Regions from separate parts of the Mus musculus genome. Here regions 1 and 3 are each linked to region 2. The links are chromatin contacts, called in public Hi-C and HiChIP or PLAC-seq maps. All regions are on one chromosome and are shown on one strand. Each heading gives the region's core, a stretch centred on a gene start, on an enhancer-like site or on the middle of the called end of the contact. The rest is flanking DNA. Distances are from core to core; before and after follow the strand shown. Region 1 overlaps Prdm2 (PR domain containing 2, with ZNF domain). Region 2 overlaps Pdpn (podoplanin). Region 3 has its middle 100 kb from the start of Mir7021.

Region 1 (4,857 bases), core at 889-3,388, 170 kb after region 2:
CTCATGCCACCCCTCCCCACCGCCCCCACCGACCTTTTCCTCACACTGTCTCTGGGAATCAATAGCAAATAGCATATAGATCCATCAGGGCTGAGCCTGAGCCTTGGCCCTAGCACTAGGAAACCCCACCCCCTTTTCTCCCTAAGCAACTGGAGCTGCCAGCTTTCAAGTCATTTCCTCCTTTGAGGTTCAGGAGTCCACTGCTCTGAAGTCTCCACTGGGAACCCCGGAGCCCACGCGCTCAGGATGCAGCCTCCGCGGCCGTTCTCAGACCTGGTCTCTCATTTAGTAGAAGCAGTGTCTAGGGACGCTGGGGTGGAGATGTGACTCTCCTGTGCCCTTCTTTGTCTCCCATGGTGGGACCCACTACACCATTAGCATCTGACCCTTGCAAGTTAGCTGCAAAGTGAAGCAAAGGAAAAAAAATAATAAAAAGGGAAATAAAAAGTATATGGATGGGTTCAAACAAACAAAAACCAGGAGGATTTGAACGGGTGATTTTCAGATGCCATAAAACCGCTTGCCAGGGGAGGGCAGGGCTGACCTCTGACCTCTGCTGTGGTGGACAGTTGGAGCCCGGCAGAAACACGGACCTTGCTCACTGAGGTCCTTGGGTTTTGTGCCTTTGGGGCGGAGGATGCCTGAGACGATTTTGGTAATGTTTCCTCAGCTCCGATCTGGTCCCTACCTGTCAAAGTGGGAGGACAGAACTTGGGAGAGTTGTCACACAAGAGAGGGGCTGTCTTTTTCAGGGCTACTATGGTTGATATTGCAACTCTGTAGATATGTATGTAGACACTTTTAAAAGCACGTATTTATGGACCCTGCTGTAAATGCCCCATTTTTAAAGTTTTATAACATGTGTTATTTAATTAATCAGTTGACTGGCTGCAGTAAGGGGACTGACTGGTCCAGGAAAAAGGGTCCCTGGAGACCCTCACATGGGCAGGAAAACATCCATCAACGTCCAGTGTCACAGTTTTCCGATTTACCCACCCAGCCAGACTCTGGCGTGCCCCTCTTTTATTTCTTCAACTGGAATTTTCTCCTTCTACGCACCCTGCAGTTAGTCCTCGAAAGCATGGACTCATGGCTGTCGCCAACCCCACTGACACAGTCTGTCCTACAGCTGGTCGCGTGCACTGTATCCCAGCCACGCCCTGCAGCCGGGAAAAACCGCACGAACCCAAAGCCTTAGCAAACTGCTTTCAGTCAAACTTGGAAAATGTTGCTGGGCTCGTGGGGGATTCTCTCTCTCTCTCTCTCTCTCTCTCTCTCTCTCTCTCTCTCTCTCTCTCTCTCTCTCTCTCTCTCCCTCCCTCCCTCCCTCCCTCCCTCCCTCTCTTTGCATGTGCAAACTGTGCTGGGTCACCCTTCAACACTTCCCAGATTGTCAGGAAAACAAAGAGAAAGTTTTGTCAGACGAGGTGTTTCCTGGTCAGTGGCGGTCTTCCCAAGCTAGCGGATTTCCGTCCCAGTGAAGAAGATTCAGTATTCTGCCATGTGAAGACAGTGAACAATAAAAGTGCTGAGCGATTGTGAATCCCGAGTGTGCGCACGCTCATTCTCCGTTTTCAGACTTCATCTCCCGAGTTGGTGGATTGTGGGCTGGTGGAGCAAAGGTGGGGTAGGCTCTGATTTAGGAATGAAAGAAACCAGAGGCTTAGAGAAGGCCAGTGGTGGGGACGTCCTTGGGTTGGGCAAGGTTTCTCTAGCTTCAAGTCACTCTCCCTTGCATCAGATAGTATGTTACCATATTCAGTTACAGCTGGTCAGTCTCTTGTGATTGCAATACGCTGTCGTCTTCCTGTGTGTGTTGGGGGGGGGGCCCTGCACCCCAACAGTGATGCTAGATATCCTAGATCTGGAGTTAAATATGGCTGTGAGCTGACATGGGGGTGCAAGGAATCAAACTGGGCCCTTGGCAAGAGCAGCTCATGCTCCTAACTCCCGGGCCACCTCCCCATTGTTTATTGAGAGCTAATTTGCTTTGGATGCAGTAGACTTACAGAAGAACACGCATCAGTGTTTTGTTTTATGTTATGGGCAAAACTTCTCTGATGTCCAGATACTGTATGAGGAGAGAGAGTCCAGAGTTCTCTACAGAGTTCTCTATTTTCACCTGAACACTCTTTAAAAAGCAGAAGTGGCAGATCAGCACCCCCCACCCCCACCCCCACCCCCGAGAGAGAGAGCCAATAGGAGGAGATTTCCATATATGGAAAAGGAGGCACCATGATCTGCTTGTCTGCAAGCATGGTGTTGAGAAGCTTTGCAAAGGGTACCATTCAGTCTGGGTCCAAGGACCTGAGAACCAGTGGTGTCAGCAGAATGTCCCAGGCCCAAGTCAGGAGAGGAGGTGAGCTACATCAGCCCCACCTAAGTGGGGGTACTGTTCCAGTTTCCGTCTGTTGCTGTGATTAAAAAACAAAAACAGAAACAAAACAACAACAAAACCACTTGGGCCAAAAGTGAGTTGGGGAAGAGTGTGTTTATTTGGCTTCCACTTCCAGGTTGCAACCCATCACTGAGGGAAATCGGGGCAGGAACCATGAGGAACGATGCTGGCTTACTCACAGGCTCATGCTTAGCTTTCTTACAGAGCCCACTGTAGGTTTGGCCGTTCTACATCAATGAAGACAATAGCTTGTGCCAACCTGATAAGTACACAGACTGCACTGAGACTCAATTAAGAGGGGAATATTTATGCTGTGTCAGTTGGTCATTCATGCTAAGACAGGCAAGGATCGGGCAGAGCTCCACCTAATTTTGTTCTCTTCAGCCCCTTCCAGAGGTTGTACAAGGCCGGACACACTCGTACATCCTCTGGGATTGAAGAAGTGGTGTTCTCATATGAAAACCTCAGATACCTTGAAATCAGGTTCAACCTGATCCCGTGTTCACTTCCACCCACGTGCAGGACTGACCACGGCATACAACCTCCCACCCTGGAGCAATGTGAAGGTGAACCTCCTCACACGGTGAAGCCTGCACCTTCAATCCCTGGTCCTGGACTTCAGGGCTGGGTTCACACAGGTCTCACTCTGGAACCCCACAGTGGTGGCGGCAAGAAGACTGCCAGCTGAGTTCATGCAGGAGAAAGTAGAGCATTTGAGATGCTAAAGAGAGCGGCTAAGGAGGTCAGCCTGCCTCGTGGGTGTTGAGAGCGCTTGGAGTTGGCCATCAGGGTTTTCTAGAAGGGAAGGAGTCGCAGGAACTCTGGCTGATGCTAATCAGGTCTCAGCTGATCTCCATCTTGGTCACCAGAAGTAATTTCTCTGTGTAGCAATGTTGTGTGACAGACTTTTCCTGGGGAGAGATCACACACACACACACACACACACACACACACACACACACATACTCATCGCAGAAAGGGAGTCCAGGACAGACCAATAAATAAATAAATAAATAGATAAATAGATAAATAAATAAATAAATAAGGACTACACTGAAGTCTAACCTGGTGAGCAGATGAGATTTTGTTTTTGTATATTTAAATTTTTTATTTTATGTGTATGGGTGTTTTGTCTGCATGTGTGCCTGTGAACCACACAGACGCAGAGCCTGGGCAGTCCAGAAGAAGGCACCAGATCCCTTGGAGCTGGAGACACAGACGGTTTTGTGCTGCCATGTCAGTCCTGGGACTTGAACCTGGGTACTCTGCAGGAGCAGGAGTGCTCTTAACTGTGGGGCCATTGCTGGCCTTGATGAACTAGTGAGTTTTTAATGGGGCTAGCAGGAACATAGGTGAGGGATTATGGGCACAGGACTGATGTGTGCAGCTGTATCTCTGAAAAGTTCACCATAGCACAGGTGACACATTGCGTTATGGCACACAAAAGCAGCAACCCAGGATCTCTGCATAACTTACAGGCAGCTGGACAGGTCTGAGAACTCAGTCGGTACCTCTGCCTCCTCCAACACGTGGGCTCCTCCGAGTTTCCTCCCCAAGATGTTGCTCCAGATGTTTGCTGCTGCTTCCCAGATGGTGTGCTGGCTGGTTTCTTGTCAACTTCACACAAGCTACAGTCACTCGGGAAGAGGGAACCTCAACTGAGAAAGTGTGTGTATGAGCCTGGGGGACATTTTCTTGATAGTGTTTGATGTGGGAGGGCCAGCCCATCATGGGCAGTGCCACCCTTGGGCAGGTAGTCTTGAATCATATAAGAAAGCAGGCTGGGGGCTGGAGAGATGGCTCAGCTGTTAAAGGCTAGGCTCACAACCAAAAATATAAAAAAGCAGGCTGGACAAGCCATGAGGATCAAGCCAGTAAGTAGTACTCCTTCATAGTTATCTTCAGTTCCTGCCTCCAGCTTCCTGCCCTGCCCTTCCTGGATGATGGACTACAAGCTGTAAGACAGAATGAACCCATCTCCTCCCCAAGTTGCTTTTGGTCATGGTGGGCTTTATTTTAACCACAGGAATAGAAGCAGCAGGGAGGGGCTTTTGGGAATCTTGCCAAGTCTCAGCAGTTCTATCTCATCTGACAGGCTCTGTGTGGCAGGGCAGGTCCCAAGGCTCCTCTCTGCAGGTGGTGTTTTGGCAAGCTAAGAAATGCATCCAGACTATATCTACTCAGTGTTTAGGCAGGTGGGTGCCATTGCAAGGGACCAGCTTCTGGGTCCCATGATGTGCCAGGCAGTTCCCAACAAGCCATTTCTGTGGGCATCAATTACCATCACACCAAAAGCTTAGAGATGTTGAACGATCTGGCCAGCATCACACAGCAGGTGGATGTGGACCAGGAACTGGACACAAGCCTTTGAGGGACCAATGGCCGACAGACATTTCTTACTTGCTGGTTCCTGCCCTCACTGTTCCTTCCTCCTCCACAGGTTTGGTTTCTCCAGCAGA
Region 2 (4,583 bases), core at 1,431-3,930:
CGTGTGTGTGTGTGTGATGTATATGTATATTTTCATATGTGGGTGTGTGGACCTGTATACTCGCCCATATATAAGGCTGATATTGTCTATTTTCTTCTCAGTCACTTTCCATCTATTTTTGAGGCAGGGTATCTCACTGACTACTCCAGTTCTGTTAGACGGGCTGGCCAGTAAGCTCTAGCAACCCTCTCTCTTCCCTCCACCAGCACCGACCGGGGTTACAGGTGTGTATCACCATACTCAGCTGTATTATTGTTGTTGTTGTTATGGTTTTTGTTCTTCAAGATAGCACTTCTCTGTGTAGCCCTGGCCATCCTGGAGCTTGCTCTGTAGATCAGGCTAGCCTCACACTTAGAGGATTACCTGCCTTTGCTGACCCCATGTTGGGATTAAAGGCGTACCACTGCCTGGACATACTCAGCTTTAAAAAAAAAGATTTATTTTATGTATATGTGTGTCTTTGTGTGTACGTGCACGTAGATGCAGTACCCACAGAAGCCAGTAGAGGGCATCAGATCCCCCTAGGATAGAAGTTACAGGCAGTTTTGAATCTGAGCTCTCTGCAAAAGCAGGAAGTGCTCTGAGCCTCCTACCATCTCTCCAGCCTCCTACCTTTTTAAAGAATAGAGGCAAAACTGCTGTTCTTTAAAATCCAAAGGGATGGATTTCTGGCCTGTGAAGAAATTCCATTGAGTCTCATGCCCATGCCAGCTGCAGCTGAGTGTGTCAGGAAGTGTACTCAGGTGACTGGGAAGGGACACAGATGTTTCCAGAACTTTCCTGGCAAGCCAGACTGAGAGCATTGGTTGCAATTGTAGATTCCTCACTCTCTACTTACCTACCATTTGTATGCAAGCTCGAAGTGCATCCCTGAGCGCCAGCATGCTGGTGTGTACCTCCTGGGAGGACACATGAGTGCAAAGACATCAATCCACGGCTTGGAGATTACAAGAAAAGAGAAAGGGGAATGTCAGCTGCTGGCTGGAAACTCGGCAGCTGGCCTGGTCGACGCTCTCCACCGGGGAAAGCCTTCAGCCAAAATAATTGAGAATCTTGTAAAGATAACTTTCCCATGGAGCCGAAAAGAATGCTGGCCCAGGGAGACAAAAGACACGCATGGTCATTCATAAAACACCCTTTGTCTATTCAGGGCGACTTCAGTTCTTGGCTCCGCGGGCCAAGGGGAGGAAAGAACAAGGAGGAATTTTTACTGAGTTACTCTCTCAGTGAACTGAGCTCTCTATGAAGGAATTGAAGCCAGCTTCACTCAGAACTTTTGTTTTTAAAGCAGGGCTTGTTTTAAGTTAGAGACACGGGATGAAAAATGATTTTGACAGTGGTTCCAGGAAACCTTTTAATAATTGATGTTTAAAACTGAATTCAATCCAGGGGAATGAAGGGGTGTTTGTTTGTTTTGTTTTTTTAATGTTTTCTATTACCATATATTAAATGTCAATGATACCGGGTTTCATTTTGACATTTTCATATACACATATAAGTGTGTTCTAACCATATTCTCCTCTTTCTGGTCCTTCTCACAATCCTTCAAGTTTTCATTCTCTTCCAAACTAACAAACTACTCCCTTCCTGATTTCATATCTGTGTGTGTGTGTGTGTGTGTGTGTGTGTGCACCTGTGTGTGTGCGTGCCTGTGTGTGTGTGCGCCTGTGTGTCCCAGTGAGATTCTATAGGGCTGCCTACAGGAGTGTGGGTGAGGGTTTGCTTGTGGAAGTATGGGTATCTTTCCAGTGGCAACGCCACTGAAGAAGTGTCTATTTCACTGGGGGTGCTTAGCTTTTAAGTAGGGATTATTTGTCTGAAAAATGGACATTAAACATCCGTCTACTCCGCAGTCACAGTCCCTGCCCTCAGCCCACAGTAGCAAATGACCACAAGAGGAGGTCTACTATTGGTATGCACTGAGTTTTGAAGGTTTTAAGGCTTTTCCTGAGATTTTTTTTTTTTTTTTTTTTTTTTTTTGGTTTTTTGTTTTAAGGATGCCTACGCTAGGTAGCTCATCTAAAGCCATCCGTTGGCAACTGGAACAGGGCCAGCTGCACAGAGAAGGCTCCTCCGAAACAGAGCAACATTCCTCCAGGGGCCTCCCACCCCGTTGGCATGAGCACTTGGAGTTATGATCAAATGTTTATTAGCCATGCTCCTGGCTGGGCTGTCTTAACAGAGGGAGAATAACGCATGGAGGGAAGCATGGCTCGTCACCGGAAAACATCTGCTCTCTAATTACACAGGGCGCTTTCCAAGCACCCCTCCCTCCCATTCTCGTTGCCTGTGCTTCTTTCGCAACTGCATTTAGGCATGGCGTTTCCATTGCTGCTCCAGTCTAGGGAGGAAGCCCGTAGCCAGTGAGTCAGATTTGTAACTCGTGAAAAGGATTACGTGAGTTAAGTAAGAGCAGATGCCCTGATATACGGTTAGTCAGAGGCAGCAGAGGAGGGCACTTGTCAACTCTACTCACACTGTTTGAGTCCCTCTATTTTCCATTGCGGTAACAAAATACCCCAAAGCATGTCAATCAAAAGTGTAGATCGTCAATCAAAAGCGTAGATCGTTATTCTCCTTGTGGCTCTGGAGGTGGGAAAGTTCAAGAGCACAGTACTGTTTCTGCCGGTGCCGTTGTAATGGCATAGCTTTGCCAAAGATGTGATGTCGCCGTACGAGTGCATGCGTCAGTTCAGATCTACCCTCCTCTTACTAACCCACCAGTCACTTCCTGGTCACCCCATCCTGATGACCTCGTTCAATTCTCAGTACCTTTCCAAGGTCCCAGCTTCAAACACTGTTTGACTCAATGACTGTGGAGATTCGATTTCTATCTAGCACATGGAATCTGGGGAGACAGATGCAAGCAGTGACACTTCGCCGTTAAGATTCTTTTTTTCCTCGGTGGCTTTAGTTTGTGTCAGGTTGACAGTAACTAACTCACATGATATCCAAGCACGAGGACCTGAGTTTAAAGCCCAGAACCCACTGAAAGCAGATGCTATAGTGGCTCTAGCCATCTGTGGCCCTAGTGCTTCCATTGAGAGATGGGGGATGGAGACAGGAGAGTCCACAGTTCACAAGCCAGCTAGCTCGACTTATATAGTGGTAAACAATAAGAGACTCTGTCTCAGACAAGGTGGAAGTGGGGAACTGATGTCTTACTTAAAGTTTAGTTGCTGTGAAGAGAGACTATGACCAGGACAACTCCTATAAAAAGGACAACACTTAATTGAGACTGACTGACAGGTTAGCCCACTGTCAGGGCAGGAAGCATGGCAGCGTACAGGCAGACGTGGCGTTGGAGGTTCAACAACTCAATCCGCAGGCAGCAGAAGGAGACTGTATACCACCACCCTGGGCATAGCTTGAGCATAGGAAACCTCAAAGCCCACAAAAACCACAGTGACACACTTCCTCCAACAAGGCCACACCTCCTAATAGTACCATTGCATACGAGCTAAGCAATGAAACACATGAGTCTGAGGAGGCCATTCCTATCCAAACCACCGTGACACCTGAAGTTGTCTTCTGAACTCTACACACACAGTATAACACATACATACCTACACACACACACACACACCACATGTTAGAACAGTTGCATCAGATAAGTTTAGCTCTTGGTACTAAGTATCCTGTTGCATCTCAACACCTTTAAGTATAGTGCTGACTCCATACTCCATATGTAACATGGCGGTGCACACCTTTAATCCCAGCACTCAGGAGTCTGAAACAGGTGGGTCTCTGTGAGTTTATGGACAGCCTGGTCTCCCTGGTGAGTTAGAGAACAGCCAGGGCTTATGTAGAGGGGCCCTGCCCATCTCAAAAAAGAAGTTGAAAGAAGTCTATGACGTCAGTGATCCAGCGGTCTTAATTATCCAAGTGAGCAGCGATCTCAATTAAATAGTAATGGAGATTTGGTTTGTTGATACACTTTTAAATTTTATTACATCTTATATATTTCTGGATTACATCTTATATATTTATATATCACATGTGTCATGGCACATATGTGACCATCAGAGGACAATTTTCCAAAATTGGTTTTCTCCTTCCACCATGTGGGTCCCAGGATTGATCTCAGATTCTCAGGCTTGGCAACAAACCAAGTCTTTGTGGCCATCTTACCAGTCATACGTTTGTTTGTTTGTTTGTTTGTTTGTTTGTTTGTTTTTAACTGGTTAATGATTTGGTGCTGGGAATTAAGACATTCCAAGCATGGGCTCCATTGCTGGGCTATAATGCTAGGCCTGAGTTTGATTGTAAAAAGTGAACAGACAATTATTTTGTTGGACAGAACATGGACCCCGGCAGTATGTTTAGAAATTGTTCAAATGATTCTATAGAGTTTTTCTGGTCTATACAATACTCTGTCCACCTGAGCACATTAGCCACGGAAGACACTGTCTCTACTAAAAAGGGAAGGGCAGACATGTCCATGGCCAGAGCATCTAGCTGGCACCTTCGCCATGTGTTTCCATGTTCTTTTGCTTCTAAGTGGAGACAAGCAGGCCATGGTGTGTGTCAGAGGCACCACAAGGACAGTGGTGTTGGCTCTGGTACAGAGGTTGGACAGAAAA
Region 3 (4,959 bases), core at 383-2,882, 240 kb after region 2:
TGCTTCCCAGTGGTTGCACCACCTGCTTCTCTGCCTCTGAGGCTGCCCTGGCTCCTTTTCAGTGTGTGGGTGGGTCAGCATCCCTCCACCACCCTCCCATAAGCACAGTTGTCATCACATTCACGGCTGTCTTTACCCAGCAGAGCTATTGTAGCTAATACCACAAAAGGGGCACACATTGTAGCTAATACCACAAAAGGGGCACACATGCCAAGGAAGTGTCTCGTTACAGGGCTCTGGATGCTGAAAGTCTATGGAGAAAGTGTTGTAAAGTGAATGTCTAACCCGGCCTCTCTCTTTGGCTTGTGGGCAGCACATCTCATTATGAAGTCACTTTTCCTGGAGTGTCTGTTTACACATTACCCTCTTTTAAAGATACCAGTTATGTTGGGTGGGTTAGGGTCCGCTCCAGTGACCCGGCTTTAACCCAGTCACCTCTGTAAAGGAGCCAGTGCAATGTGCAGCTAGCGGCATTCAGAGTAGCAGGTAGCAAGATTTCAACATTTGTATCTGGGTGGAGTGATGGGGTAACAATTTAACTTCTAAGCTGGCCAGCTGCAAAATACGTTCCCAGGTTAGGAACAGCCATGGATTCCAGGAGGAAGAGCTAATCTGGGGTGTGTGTGAGCCTCCTCTTCCACAGTGGCCACACTCTGGGATGAAAAAGCTCTCGGAACACAGTGTGTCCTCAGCTGCAGCTTCTACAGCCCACAAGCGGTCTTTCCTCCTGCCTCAGCACTTACACTGAGTTATGTGCCAGCAGATGGCGAAACAATGCCACCACAGTGTCCTGTATACCTTCTGACCTCCCTGGCTGGTCAGTGCCTTTCCTGATCCGCATCATACGACTTCGGCTTGCTCACCAGGAGCACCGCAGAGCTGTCCTTTCTCTGCAGTTGGGTGTCTCTCCTTGGATCGTCAGGTCCACGGGGACAAGGCTGCATCTGTTTTCCCAGTCTTCACACTACCTGCCAGATTGAGTCTGTGAATGGTCTAGCTGCCTATTGGTTCCCTCCCGAGACTATCGTGTCCTGACAGGAAGTGGGCTTTGTGTTCAGTTTGGATGATTGGTTTTCATAGCGATGTGAAGGGAAGTGGAGGTAAGAAGGGAGAGGCAACCTGGAAATGCACAGGAGGGTGGAGGCGTTAGAGCCTTGGACCTAAGTGTTAATAAGCAGAGGAAGCTTCCCGGGATCATAGCAAGAACAGAAGAGGAAATGTCCACCAAGCTCGCCTGCTTCTTGCCTTCTGACCTCCCCGTGTACCTCCTATTGGCCGAGTCCACCGAGAAGCCAATGGACAAGCGGGTTCATGGACACAGTCCACTTGCGTTGTTCTTTTGTGCTCATGTGTGTGCAAATGCACACACATGTGGAAGCCAGAGGACAACATCTGGTGTTCCTCTTTGGAGGCCATCCAGTTTAGTTTTCCTTGAGACGGGGGTCTCTCACTGAGACCTGGGGGTCACTGATTAAGCTAGACTGATTAGCCAGTGAGCCCCATACCCCATCCAGACACTAGGGTTATAAGCAGGCAACCATGTCTGGCTTTTATGCTGGTGTCCAGGATTGAACTCTGTTCCTCATTTTGCAGGCAAACACTTTTCCAACTGAGATGTCTCCTCAGTCCCTTGGGGCTGGCTGTGGGGATGACGTCAGCGTTATGTGTTACAGGGGTGTCTGAAGGGATGAATTGCCCTCTGTGATGGTGACATTACAGGAAACCCCAGGAGGAGAAGGAGGAACAGAGAGCTGCTGCTGGCCTCCAGAAAGTGACAATGCCTGGACTCTGTGGGATTTCTTATTCCAGACTTTTCTGCCTGCCAAACTCTGTTCTCTCTCTCTCTCTCTCTCTCTCCCTCTCTCTCTCTCTCTCTTTCTCTCTCTCTCTCTCTCTCTCTCTCTCTCTCTCTCTCTCTCTCTCTCTCTCTCTCTCTCTCTCTGTGTGTGTGTGTGTGTGTGTGTGTTTGGGATTGGCAGCAGCAGTTACAATGCCATGGGGAGATCCCCTGAGCCAAGGAATTGGCAGAGGGTAGAGTATGGTACGTGGCTTTATAAAGCCCAGCTTTGGGGCAACCAGACACTATCAGAGAGTATACTTAGGCTCCCAGACAGGTGGCATAGCCTACTGGTGACAATCATGGGACCTGCAGGTAGACTGCATGGGTCCAAATCTTAGGTCTTGCCTTGCCTTTCTCATCTGTGAAATGGACAGTGGTATATGGAGTTAAGATGAGCCAACACACACTCAACACAGTAAGAGGAGCCACATCTGGCTTGTAGTTGGACGAGCACATTTGCCTGTGAGTTTAGGACCACTCCAAGGTCTGTCTGTGGTTCCAGAACAATTATTAGCCATGTGACTTTCACTCTCAAAGGAGCTGTGGTCTGGAGTTAGTTCTTAGGATCTTGCCCACTGTGAGGTCTTCTGGTGGCTGAGTGATGGGAGGAACAGGAAACCCCAGGAGGAGAAGGAGGAACAGAGAGCTGCTGCTGGCCTCCAGAAAGTGACAATGCCTGGACTCTGTGGGATTTCTTATTCCAGACTTTTCTGCCTGCCAAACTCTGTTCTCTCTCTCTCTCTCTCTCTCTCTCTCTCTCTAAAGTGTGTGGCTTTACCCCTGACACAGGCATCGCAGTGTCACCTGTGCTAATGGAAGCCATAGGAACAGCTGGGTTGAGTTCCAATTTGCCGATATGTCTTTGGCTATTTATACCTCGACAGTGGAGCCGTAAGGATCTGGGCAGGTCCCAACACCCTCTGCCTCCTGTTTCTGCCCTGTAGAATGTCTCCAAAATGAGTAGTCCCTGCGAAATGGAGGCCCAGAGTTCCCAGAAGGAAGGCGTGCCATGCCCTGTTCCCCTTTGCCTTCCCTTCTCTCTAAGCTGTGTTGTTATCAGTAGGGTACTTTGGGTAACTGTTTCCCAGGGGAACCTCAAACCAGGCCAGACCTGGTTGCTGTGATCAAAGGGTAGTGTCTTAACCCAGATTCCTGCAGGCCTGCAGGATCGCTGCTACTTTGAGGTCTGCTGGATGCAGATAGGGTTTTCCAGCAGCTTCTTGGCTGCGTGGGAGCTTTCTGAAGCTTCTGGAGGGATGTGTTCTCTCCTCCCTCTTGCCCCCTCTCCTCTCTTTCTCCTTCCTCCCCAATCCACCCTCCTTCCTCTCTTCTCTTTCTTTTACCCCAAATATCCAGTGCTGGCCTCGTCAACTGAAGGAGGCAGGGTGGGCAGCTGAGAGTATGTCTTCTGGGAGAAATAGCCCTCCCAATCCCCTCATGGGGCATGTCAGCCCTGTAGGCTTTATCTTACGGAGCTGGCTCTGAACCATGATGCAGAGACAGTATCCCACCCCAATTAAGAAAGTTATAGCTGGCTACATGCATTTTATCATATGACTTAGCACAATTGTTTATTTGGTTCCTTATTATTATACATTTTAGAAAGTAAGAACAATTTTTAAATTAAAATATAATTATTTCACTTCCCCTTTCCCTCCCTCCCTCCAGGCCCTCCCATGTCTCCTCCAACTCTTCAATAGACAACCTTTTTCTTTGATATTATTGCATGTGTGCACGTGCATGTGTGAGTGTGTGTGTGTGTGTGTGTGTGTGTGTATGTGTGTGTGTGTGTGTGTGTGTGTGTTGCAAGGCTGGAGTACCTGTGATGTGTGCTGTGTTACAGCTGTGAGTGTAACCTGTGGAGCCTGCTTTTCCTTTGGAACCCCACTGCCTCGTTTCTGAAATGAGGGCACGGAACTGACATTAGCTGTGAGTTTTCACTCTGATCATGCCCTTCTTTGATCCTGAGACCCAGAGACCCAGTTTGAGCTCAATGGAAAGGTATCCAATAGCCACAGTTGCACAGTGATGGATACAAGAGGCTGCCTTGGGAGTAGGGAGCTGCCTGTGCTGAGGGATTCAGGTGAGACCACAGAACAGGCTGCTGGTGGTGGGGGAGCAGAGAGCTTCCAGAATACCACAGGCAGTTGGCTCATGGGACTGCAGTTTACCACTATTGCTCTTGGGAGGAGGTCACCTCTCCTCTCACCCGACATGTGCTGGATGTGGAGGTCACGGCCACTTCTAGACCAGGGTGACTGCAATATCTCCGACCTTTTGATACTACAATACCATGCTGTCATCCACAAAGCCACACTTAAAATCCTGTGATTGAGCTACAGAACCAAAACAAAACAGCCTCACCCACAAACTTACAAACTCGTCAGTGTTTCTCATCATGTGTATATGTGCTTGTGTTTGTATGTATGTATGTATGTATGTATGTATGTATGTATGTATGTATGTATGTATATGCATGTGTGTGTGCACATTGTATGCATGTGCACTTGTCTGTGTATAGGTATATACATGTGTGTGTACACATGCACTTGTCTGTGTGAGTATAGATGTATATATGCATGTATGTATGCATGCATGTATGCATGTGATTGTATGTGTGTCTGTGTGCATGTAGAGGCCAGAGGTCAAGCTCAGCAGTCGTTTCTCAGGAGCTGCTCCTTTTGCTTTCTGAAACAGGCTCTCTGATTGGTTGGAATTCACCAGGCAAGTTAGGCTGCTTGCCATCTGCCTCCCCAGTGCTGGGGTTACAGGTGTGTGCTGCAATGACCAGCTTTCTACTCGGTTTCTGGGGGTCAAACATAAGTCCTCATGTTTGTGTGACGAACTTTACTGCCTTGAGCTATCTACCCATCCCCCTAATTTGTAATAAATAAGTTATTGACCTTGCATTCAAAGGCTTTCGTGGTTATCTTTAGCCTTATGCAGTCAAACACAAGCAGCCAGCATGGGCTGTAGACTGGAGACACGTGCTTGAGTCTGAAGGCGTCTTCACTTCTCAAAGCTGGAGCTGTTTTTTAAGCCCAGTTGGTTGCTTAAAACCCCATGAGCCAGGCTGGAGAGATGGCTCTGGGGTTAAAAGCACTGACTGTTCTTCCAGA

Evidence for each region. Hi-C and Micro-C count contacts between places; a contact is called where the count stands out from the background. HiChIP or PLAC-seq counts read pairs in DNA pulled down with a chosen protein or histone mark.
Region 1: a Hi-C map of erythroblasts shows a contact between it and region 2, with 2.2 times the contacts expected there. The contact joins two enhancer-like sites. A contact is called at or near these places in 2 of 484 Hi-C or Micro-C datasets (erythroblasts and neutrophils) and 1 of 115 datasets of contacts at active chromatin or transcription factors (acute myeloid leukemia).
Region 3: an H3K27ac HiChIP or PLAC-seq map of acute myeloid leukemia shows a contact between it and region 2, with 4 times the contacts expected there. The contact joins two enhancer-like sites. A contact is called at or near these places in 1 of 15 datasets of contacts at CTCF or cohesin (embryonic stem cells), 3 of 484 Hi-C or Micro-C datasets (all in embryonic stem cells) and 1 of 115 datasets of contacts at active chromatin or transcription factors (acute myeloid leukemia).

Annotation. Positions count from the first base shown.
Region 1 is chr4:143,104,077-143,108,933 of GRCm38.p6, reverse strand. Prdm2 (PR domain containing 2, with ZNF domain) reads left to right here. Exons shown (of 10, transcript NM_001081355.3): 10 at 1-1,543. Among named protein-coding and RNA genes, the nearest start is that of Mir7021, 30 kb to the left of the region's middle. Within about 2 kb of position 2,138, at least 26 of the 459 cell types and tissues checked have an H3K27ac peak or open chromatin away from gene starts, as enhancers often do. A contact at or near this core is called in acute myeloid leukemia, erythroblasts and neutrophils, where this site is marked.
Region 2 is chr4:143,276,313-143,280,895 of GRCm38.p6, reverse strand. The region is part of intron 1 of Pdpn (podoplanin); the gene reads left to right. Among named protein-coding and RNA genes, the nearest start is that of Pdpn, 21 kb to the left of the region's middle. Within about 2 kb of position 2,680, at least 176 of the 459 cell types and tissues checked have an H3K27ac peak or open chromatin away from gene starts, as enhancers often do. A contact at or near this core is called in acute myeloid leukemia, erythroblasts and neutrophils, where this site is marked.
Region 3 is chr4:143,032,009-143,036,967 of GRCm38.p6, reverse strand. No RefSeq gene overlaps it. Among named protein-coding and RNA genes, the nearest start is that of Mir7021, 100 kb to the left of the region's middle. Within about 2 kb of position 1,632, at least 9 of the 459 cell types and tissues checked have an H3K27ac peak or open chromatin away from gene starts, as enhancers often do. A contact at or near this core is called in acute myeloid leukemia, where this site is marked.